Regions from separate parts of the Mus musculus genome. Here region 1 is linked to region 2. Evidence: chromatin contacts called from public Hi-C data. All regions are on one chromosome and are shown on one strand. Each heading gives the region's core, a stretch centred on a gene start, on an enhancer-like site or on the middle of the called end of the contact. The rest is flanking DNA. Distances are from core to core; before and after follow the strand shown.

Region 1 (3,508 bases), core at 806-3,305, 110 kb before region 2:
CAGAGGGCAGGCTGTGAACAAGTTCAATGCAGGAAAGCCCCTGTGTCCAAAGAGTTACTACCTGGTCTTTAGCTCACTAAAGCTGAATGGTTAAGGATAAAATAAAGGTCTCCCATGTCTCCACTACTCCCGTACAACACTCATCTCTGAACACACATATGCCCTAATACTACACTCCTGGCAAAATGTGAGTGATGTGTATGACGGTGATACAGAGAGCTCCTTTAAGAATCTCATGACCTGCTGGGCAGTGGTGTCGAACACCCTTAATCCCAGCACTTGGGGGGCAGAGGCAGGTAGATTTCTGAGTTCGAGGCCAGCCTGGTCTACAGAGTGAGTTCCAGGACAGCCAGGGCTACACAGAGAAACCCTGTCTTAAAACAAACAAACCAAAACAAAACAAACCCCAAAAAAGAAGAATCTCATGTCCTTAGTCTTAAAAGCCACAGCTGTGATCACTGCTCTTCCATTCATTTAAAGAAATCCAAGCCATGAGGCATTTCTCAGAGCTCTACTACTATCAGCTACCTCTTAGAATGCCACAATACATGTTTCCCTGAAGCTGAATGTCACCGTCATTCTGTTTCAGAATGTGAGAGAGGGGACATTGATACCATCACACAAATGAGAGCAAGGTGTGCTGCTGCACACCGGTAACCTCGGTGCTTTGGAGGATGAATTCATTTAGGAGAATGGCAGTGCCGAGACCAGCTTAGGCTACCTAGTAAGACCTGGGCCCAACCTGTCACACTCCTAAAATGTTTCTAATCAAAGGAGGGAGGGAAAAGGAGACGGGAGAGGCCAGAGTGCTTCACACTGTCCAACTGAGATAAATCTGCAAGGCAAAGAAGTCCTCCTTAGTCAGAAGGTAAACTATACAGCTTGTGCTAACACTGACCCTTAAATACACAGCTCCCACCATCCTGCCTGCAGGGAACACAATGGATGCTCACCCCAGGTGGGTGAGGAGGAGGGTGGAGGAAGACTGCTACATCCACTTGTCTTTGTTCATGTGTGATAGTCAGGAGTTGTGTCCCCCCAGTCCCCATCTAGTTAATGAAATGGAGGGGGAAAAGACCTAAGAAACCCAAACCAAAACAACAACCTCTTTCCCCAGCAAGCAACCAATGTGACATTCATCCAGAAAGCCTCAAGCAAGTTATTGTTCTGACTGCTGGGAATGTCTTACATAAAAGTCATAAAAAGAGATCTACAGCATGCATAGCGAGGACAAAGAAAGTTCTAGTTTCCTCCTTTCCCCAGGACTTGACCCTACAGCTGCTCCTAGTGCTTGCTCGGCAGTCCCGCGCTCACATCAGAGTCTGAGGGAGTATGGGAAGGAAACGCCCTCAATACCCACCGGAGGGCGTCCCACCGCCACTTTCACCTCCACTGCCTGCAGCTTGTGGCTGCCCTTGCAGCGCGGTGCTACTCGGCTGCTCCTGGCAGACATAGATGGTTAAGCGGGGCCTAACCGACCTGTAATCAGAAGATGCCATCAATGAGACTGTGAGGGTAAGCTGCCCCAGCAGGTACAATCAACAACTACAGGAATCTACGGTCTAGTTTTCCTGGTGAGAACTTTACAGTGTTATTTCATTATGCAAAATAATTTTCTAATAAAAATATTAAAAACCACACACCTCACACCAACTATCACAGGTCCAGACTCTAAACCATTGAGATGGTCTGTCAGATGCTGGTAAATTTAAGTTTTAAGATTGATTAAGCAATTTGAAATCAGTAAGGCTGGAGTTTACTCAAGTCTCAGCACACAAGTCTAGAGACAGTAATGGCAGCAGTGGGTCTCAAAGCCAGCACAGTCACAGTTCTAGCATTCTAATTGACAGTTACAAGTTCACATTTAATAACTGCTTAACAATAATCATGACCTTGAAAACCATAGATTCTGTAGAGCTCACCTAAATTAGAAGTTTTGTTTTCTTGGCAACAAACCCAGTCGTCTTCAAGAAATCAGTCCTGCCCATGTGCATTGCTACCAGTCTTAGTCTACCTCTGCCCTCATCAGTGCCTGCCCTGAAGGTGTACACAAAACAGTCTTCTCGTGAGCACAATGCTGCCGATGCTTGGTGGCGCACACAGGCACACGCCAACCTAGCGTGGAAACACATTCTGCCCACCAAAGCCCCCACGCAGAGAAAAGTCCACTTTCAGCTCACGCAAAATAGTCTGTGGTATTTTACCTTGACTTCAGGGAATTATAGAGCCGAATTCCATCGGCTGCACCACAAATCTGAACTAAATCCTCCTTTGTCAGCTTTAATAAGTCGGCACCTGGAAAATAGCAGAGATCCTCAAATAAGCAAGACAGGAATGGACAGAGCTGCTGCTTCACAGTGTCACTGCACAGGTCTGTCCGTCTGCGCAGCAACAGGTATCCTGGAGTACACACAGCCACGATTAACACAGAAACCACATGCTGTGGTAACAAGGTGCCAGAAGCTGATAAGTCAGTGGCCATGGCCAGGAGGCCCGTCTGCTCCCAATACAAGACTCCTTATTCCTTATCTGCCTTTCTTTCCTTGTCGCTGGGCTGTGGGTAACCCTGTTTCTGAATCTCCCTAACGCCCTGGTGCTGCTTTTTTTCCTTTTTAAAAACATAAATGGAATATTGACATTTGGTGAACTTTGCCCAAAGTCACCAGTGAGTGAGAAGCAAAGTGGAGAGCGGGTTTCATTACAGCACTGTGTGCAATACAAGTTAGACACTATAAAGTTCCATCCCCACAGCCCGTTCTAACAGGAGAGCTTAGTAGAAGATCACCCTGTTCCTTCAGATTGCTTCCCTAAGTACTTGGTGTCTAGGATTTGCCTTAAAAGCATCAAAAAGGGCAGTGTATATAAGGGAGAAGTGGATACAAGACTGAACAAGCACTGGGCACCAGTGAAATTGGGGTAGTCAGAGAAAGTCTTTCATGTACTCAATACTTACTATATTTGGAGATGTATACAAAATCTTTTTACTCTTTTAATATCAGTCAAGACCTTCCAGACCTTAATATATGACTTCATATATTAAACATCTACTCCCATATGCAGAAGATAACGGCGTTGCTTCACTTGCTCGCTTTGTTTCAGAGGCTCAAATGAAAGGGCTTGACAGAGTCCTAGCTTATAAATAAATAAAAACCAGAGAGGCCTAACTCCCATGAGACGTGAGCCTGTATGGAGTCACTCTTGGAAAGAAATAGCAGAGAAAGAGGTTCTCTGTCTATTAGGGTCACACAGCTCTGAAGCAGGGATCCTAGTTGTGACATCTGTAACTCATGAAGAGATATATCCCAGCTGGTGATAGTGAATCCCAGCTCTGAACTGTGATGACCACCTAAGAGACCTCACTGTCCTCACTGTCTCCTGCCATTCTCTTTGGTGCTGCAGCTCAGGTGATGTGCCAGAGAGCGGCTCAGCAGGAACCCTTGAGAGGAAGGCCCCAGGTTAAGGAAAGTGCAGAATGCCAAGCCCTGTGATCAATGCGTACAAGGAGAGT
Region 2 (3,449 bases), core at 863-3,362:
CTGTTTTAGTTTCAATGCATTCTACCAATGAAACTGTGAGGTGAAGGGTCTGTGTTACTAACAAAGTATTGACTTCTTACCATCATCAGATGCTGTTCCTAAATAAGAGAAATAAAACAGTATTTCAACAAATTCTGAAAATGCTACCTTACAACCCCCTCCCCCAAGATTCATCTGCAAAGGTGAAAATAGAATGGAGCTTTAGTCAGATAGGATCTAGCCTTGAAAACATTTAAAGGAGAAAAAATAATCTGACAGAATTCCATTCACAGTTCACTCCAAAAAAGTTAAAGCCTGAAAACTAAAAATAGGAAAATTCGTAAATTTTGGAGGGGTGGAAGAAACCGGAGAAATCAATCACTTAAGAACAGTTTAGCTCTGATGACTTTTCCTTGCAAATAAAGGTTGGTAGACTCCTCTAAAGCAGAACTGTTTCTGTTCATTTTCAAAGGGAGCCCGGAAAGGAACCAGAGAGAAACAGACACCAAATCCATGACCTTGGCCGCACTTGCCCAACATTTTTGTCAGAGCACAGACAAATCCAAGGACCTAACCGCAGCGCTCAGCTGTGTGACCACAAAGTGTGTGAAGTCTACGGAAAATGAGCAAGTATGAAAGCCACTGGGCAGTGACACACAGACAGTTGCACTGTCAAATGAAGGGTTGAGCACAGGAAGTAACACATCAGATAACAGAGGACACCCCAGAAAGGGCTTTAATTATGACCCAAACAGAAAAACACTGATTGGTAAGTGAAAATCTTCCTAAGTGCTCCAGCAATCTAAAGGTTCAAGGATATCTAAGAGCTCAGAAAGAAATCCCCTCCTGATGGCTGTCGTTTCCATTCAAAGGGCTTAATTAATTATGAAATACTTTAAAATGGAGATACTAAAAATAGTTCCTAGCCCGAGATTAAATACAGCTTCCATTTCATTAAAATAGAAAAAAAATTGAGGCAAATTTGTAGAGTTTATGTAATAATTAAGAGAAAAGGTGTTTTGCTTCCCTTTCTTTTCTTTGAACAAATTCTTTAACAAAGTTCAGACTCCAGCTGATACCTCAGCCCTGACAGGGAAAAGAGTGCTGTGGCCGTTTTCTCTCTAGTGTCTGACAAAACAAGGCTCAGATTTGTGACTAGACCAAAGCAGCCACAGACAAGCTGCAATAATTTGAATACTGGAATTTAAAAGGCAAAGCTTAAACTTCAGTTTAAATTAAATGTTAGTTTAAAATCTCAGCATGTGCAACTTGCAATCAATTTTAAATAAACATGTGAACTGTGAGACACTGTCCCTGTCCCGCTCCAGTCGGTAACTAACATGTTAAAACAGAGACTTAAGAGACTCCTTTCCTCCTTCTGAATCCAGTACTGTAAAAAGAAATAGGAAATTAAAAATATGAGCCCTATTTTTCAGGTTTCATACGAACTATTTTTGGTAACTGACTTAAATTCCAAAAAAAAACCCACAAGGAAATCCAAAATGGATAAAAGCAACTCAAAATCCAAGCTGGAGTCCTGCAGCCATTTCACACAAAGTTCTTGATAAATAAATAGCATAAAAGAATCAACATGGTCCCAGTAGAGATGTGGAAAAGAATTATAAAAGTCTTACCATCCATCTTGTCAGAAGTATCCTCTTTGATGAAAGAGCAAGCAGAGAACAGAGGAAAACTTAGTATATTAGAAAAAAGACTTCATAATCCCTATTTTTTAAAAAGACAAGTGACTTGTACAGGCTCACTTTGCCATCTGGCTTCTCACAGACCCCATCTTTCCTTTGAACTCTCAGCTCCTATAATCACACATCTGGGTGAAAATCTGCCTCTGTACCACAAGCTCCTAGAGGAAACCCACACAGCTTGTGATCGGGTGGTGCCACTGAAGACCAGGCCTTTACTATCTGTCACAAGAGAGTTAGCATTGTAGGACTGGCAATGCTATTGTTTTTGAGGCCCACATGTCACACACCTCCTGTCCCAGTCTCCAGAGTGCTGCAGTTACAGCTATGCGTCACCATGTGTGCTTGCTGTTGCTCTTCTGAAGGTCCTGTGTGCAACACTGGCCTCTGCTAACTCAGCTCCGAACACCCCCATCCCCCACCCCCCATGATAACAAGGTTCCGTGACAGCAGAGGATCGACTGCCATAGTAATCTCCTGAACCATATGCAAGCAGTATCATTTGTGGTGAGCATCAACTTTCTTCTGGGTGTCTGGAATTCTGATAATTGTGGCTTGTTGAAAAAGCAAAGAGCCAATATGGCCAGCCTCCTCTCCCTATTCCACCCCTGGACTAGAAGTCTTAAATGAGCTTCCCTGGCAGAAACACTGGTTGACATGTTATAGCATTTCATAGCAGAGGAAGGAGTCTTTCTTCCTAAGCCTAGTTCCGAGGGTGAGAACTACAAAGCACACGCTAGGCCTCCAAGGCTATCTCCCTACTGGTTCTGCTGTGTGGCCTTCCACGCTAATAAACCTCACCCATAAGCTCCAAATTGTGGCCAAGTCTAACAATGTCCCTTCTCTTGTACTCAAGACTATTCAAAACCTTTAGTCACTTCTTGGACCAAGAATTCTCAGGCAGACGATTCTAATTCTAATGAATACACGCTTCTGAAGACCCACCTGGTACTGCAAGTACCATGCCTGACTCTATTCCCTGCCCTCCATTTCCTCCTACGCTGGCTCAGGAAACTGTTGCCCTCTCACTGCCAGCTCTGCTCACTGCAGCCCACTCCTTACAGCTTCTGCAGGAGCTGCACCAGGCCACTCTCTTCATCCTTTCACTGCTTTCTTCTCGAGCTAACCAACCACCTTGGTGTACAGACAAAGATCTTAAAACAAGGAGGGGGAGGAAAGTGCCAGGGCTGAGAGGAGCTACAGAGCTCTTTCATTTTCTTCTTGGCCATCAAGCACGGCAAGTTCATAGATTCCAGTACCAATTTCTTCCACATCTAACCAAAATTTGACTTTTATCTAACCGACCTTACTAAAATCATTTGTTTTCTTTTCCATTCAGGCAGTTCCATAAACCTCCTACTAAGAATACTTATGTATGCTAGGTAACTATTTTATCATGAGCTACACCTCCAATATAATCACACACACACCCTGGCCATTCTGTATGACACTAACTTTCCTCTACAAAAGTTAACAGGTAAATTTCAAAACACACAGGCCACCTCTGTGCCACAGAATTCAGTGCTTTAAAAAAAACAAAAGCAAATTAGCCAGTGGCAAGTGCACTAGAGAGTGTATGCAGTTTAATGTCACCTTTTCTTTGTATACCCATTTCATCTCAACTGTTTCCTAAACATTTTGAGTTTGAGGTCTCGTAGCAAGTTCAACTCAAAAGTCAACAAATCTGTAGCCCCTTATTTCTCAGCAGCATACCAATAAACTGAAGAAAAAAAAAGTACAGACTTTCCAGATCCTCAGTACTTAGCAGGA

Evidence for each region. A called contact is a pair of places that touch in the nucleus more often than the background predicts.
Region 1: a Hi-C map of the G1E-ER4 cell line shows a contact between it and region 2, with 1.7 times the contacts expected there. The contact joins two enhancer-like sites. A contact is called at or near these places in 4 of 484 Hi-C or Micro-C datasets (CD4 T cells, the G1E-ER4 cell line, embryonic stem cells and 1 more), 1 of 115 datasets of contacts at active chromatin or transcription factors (embryonic stem cells) and 2 of 9 other capture datasets (adipose tissue and liver).

Annotation. Positions count from the first base shown.
Region 1 is chr9:113,968,113-113,971,620 of GRCm38.p6, reverse strand. Ubp1 (upstream binding protein 1) reads right to left here. Exons shown (of 16, transcript NM_001372510.1): 12 at 2,205-2,295; 13 at 1,361-1,479. It also overlaps a transcript of Fbxl2 not described here. Among named protein-coding and RNA genes, the nearest start is that of Ubp1, 39 kb to the right of the region's middle. Within about 2 kb of position 2,055, at least 34 of the 459 cell types and tissues checked have an H3K27ac peak or open chromatin away from gene starts, as enhancers often do. A contact at or near this core is called in the G1E-ER4 cell line, where this site is marked.
Region 2 is chr9:113,856,769-113,860,217 of GRCm38.p6, reverse strand. Clasp2 (CLIP associating protein 2) reads right to left here. Exons shown (of 40, transcript NM_001114347.1): 19 at 1,614-1,637; 20 at 81-98. Among named protein-coding and RNA genes, the nearest start is that of Gm39439, 72 kb to the left of the region's middle. Within about 2 kb of position 2,112, at least 33 of the 459 cell types and tissues checked have an H3K27ac peak or open chromatin away from gene starts, as enhancers often do. A contact at or near this core is called in the G1E-ER4 cell line, where this site is marked.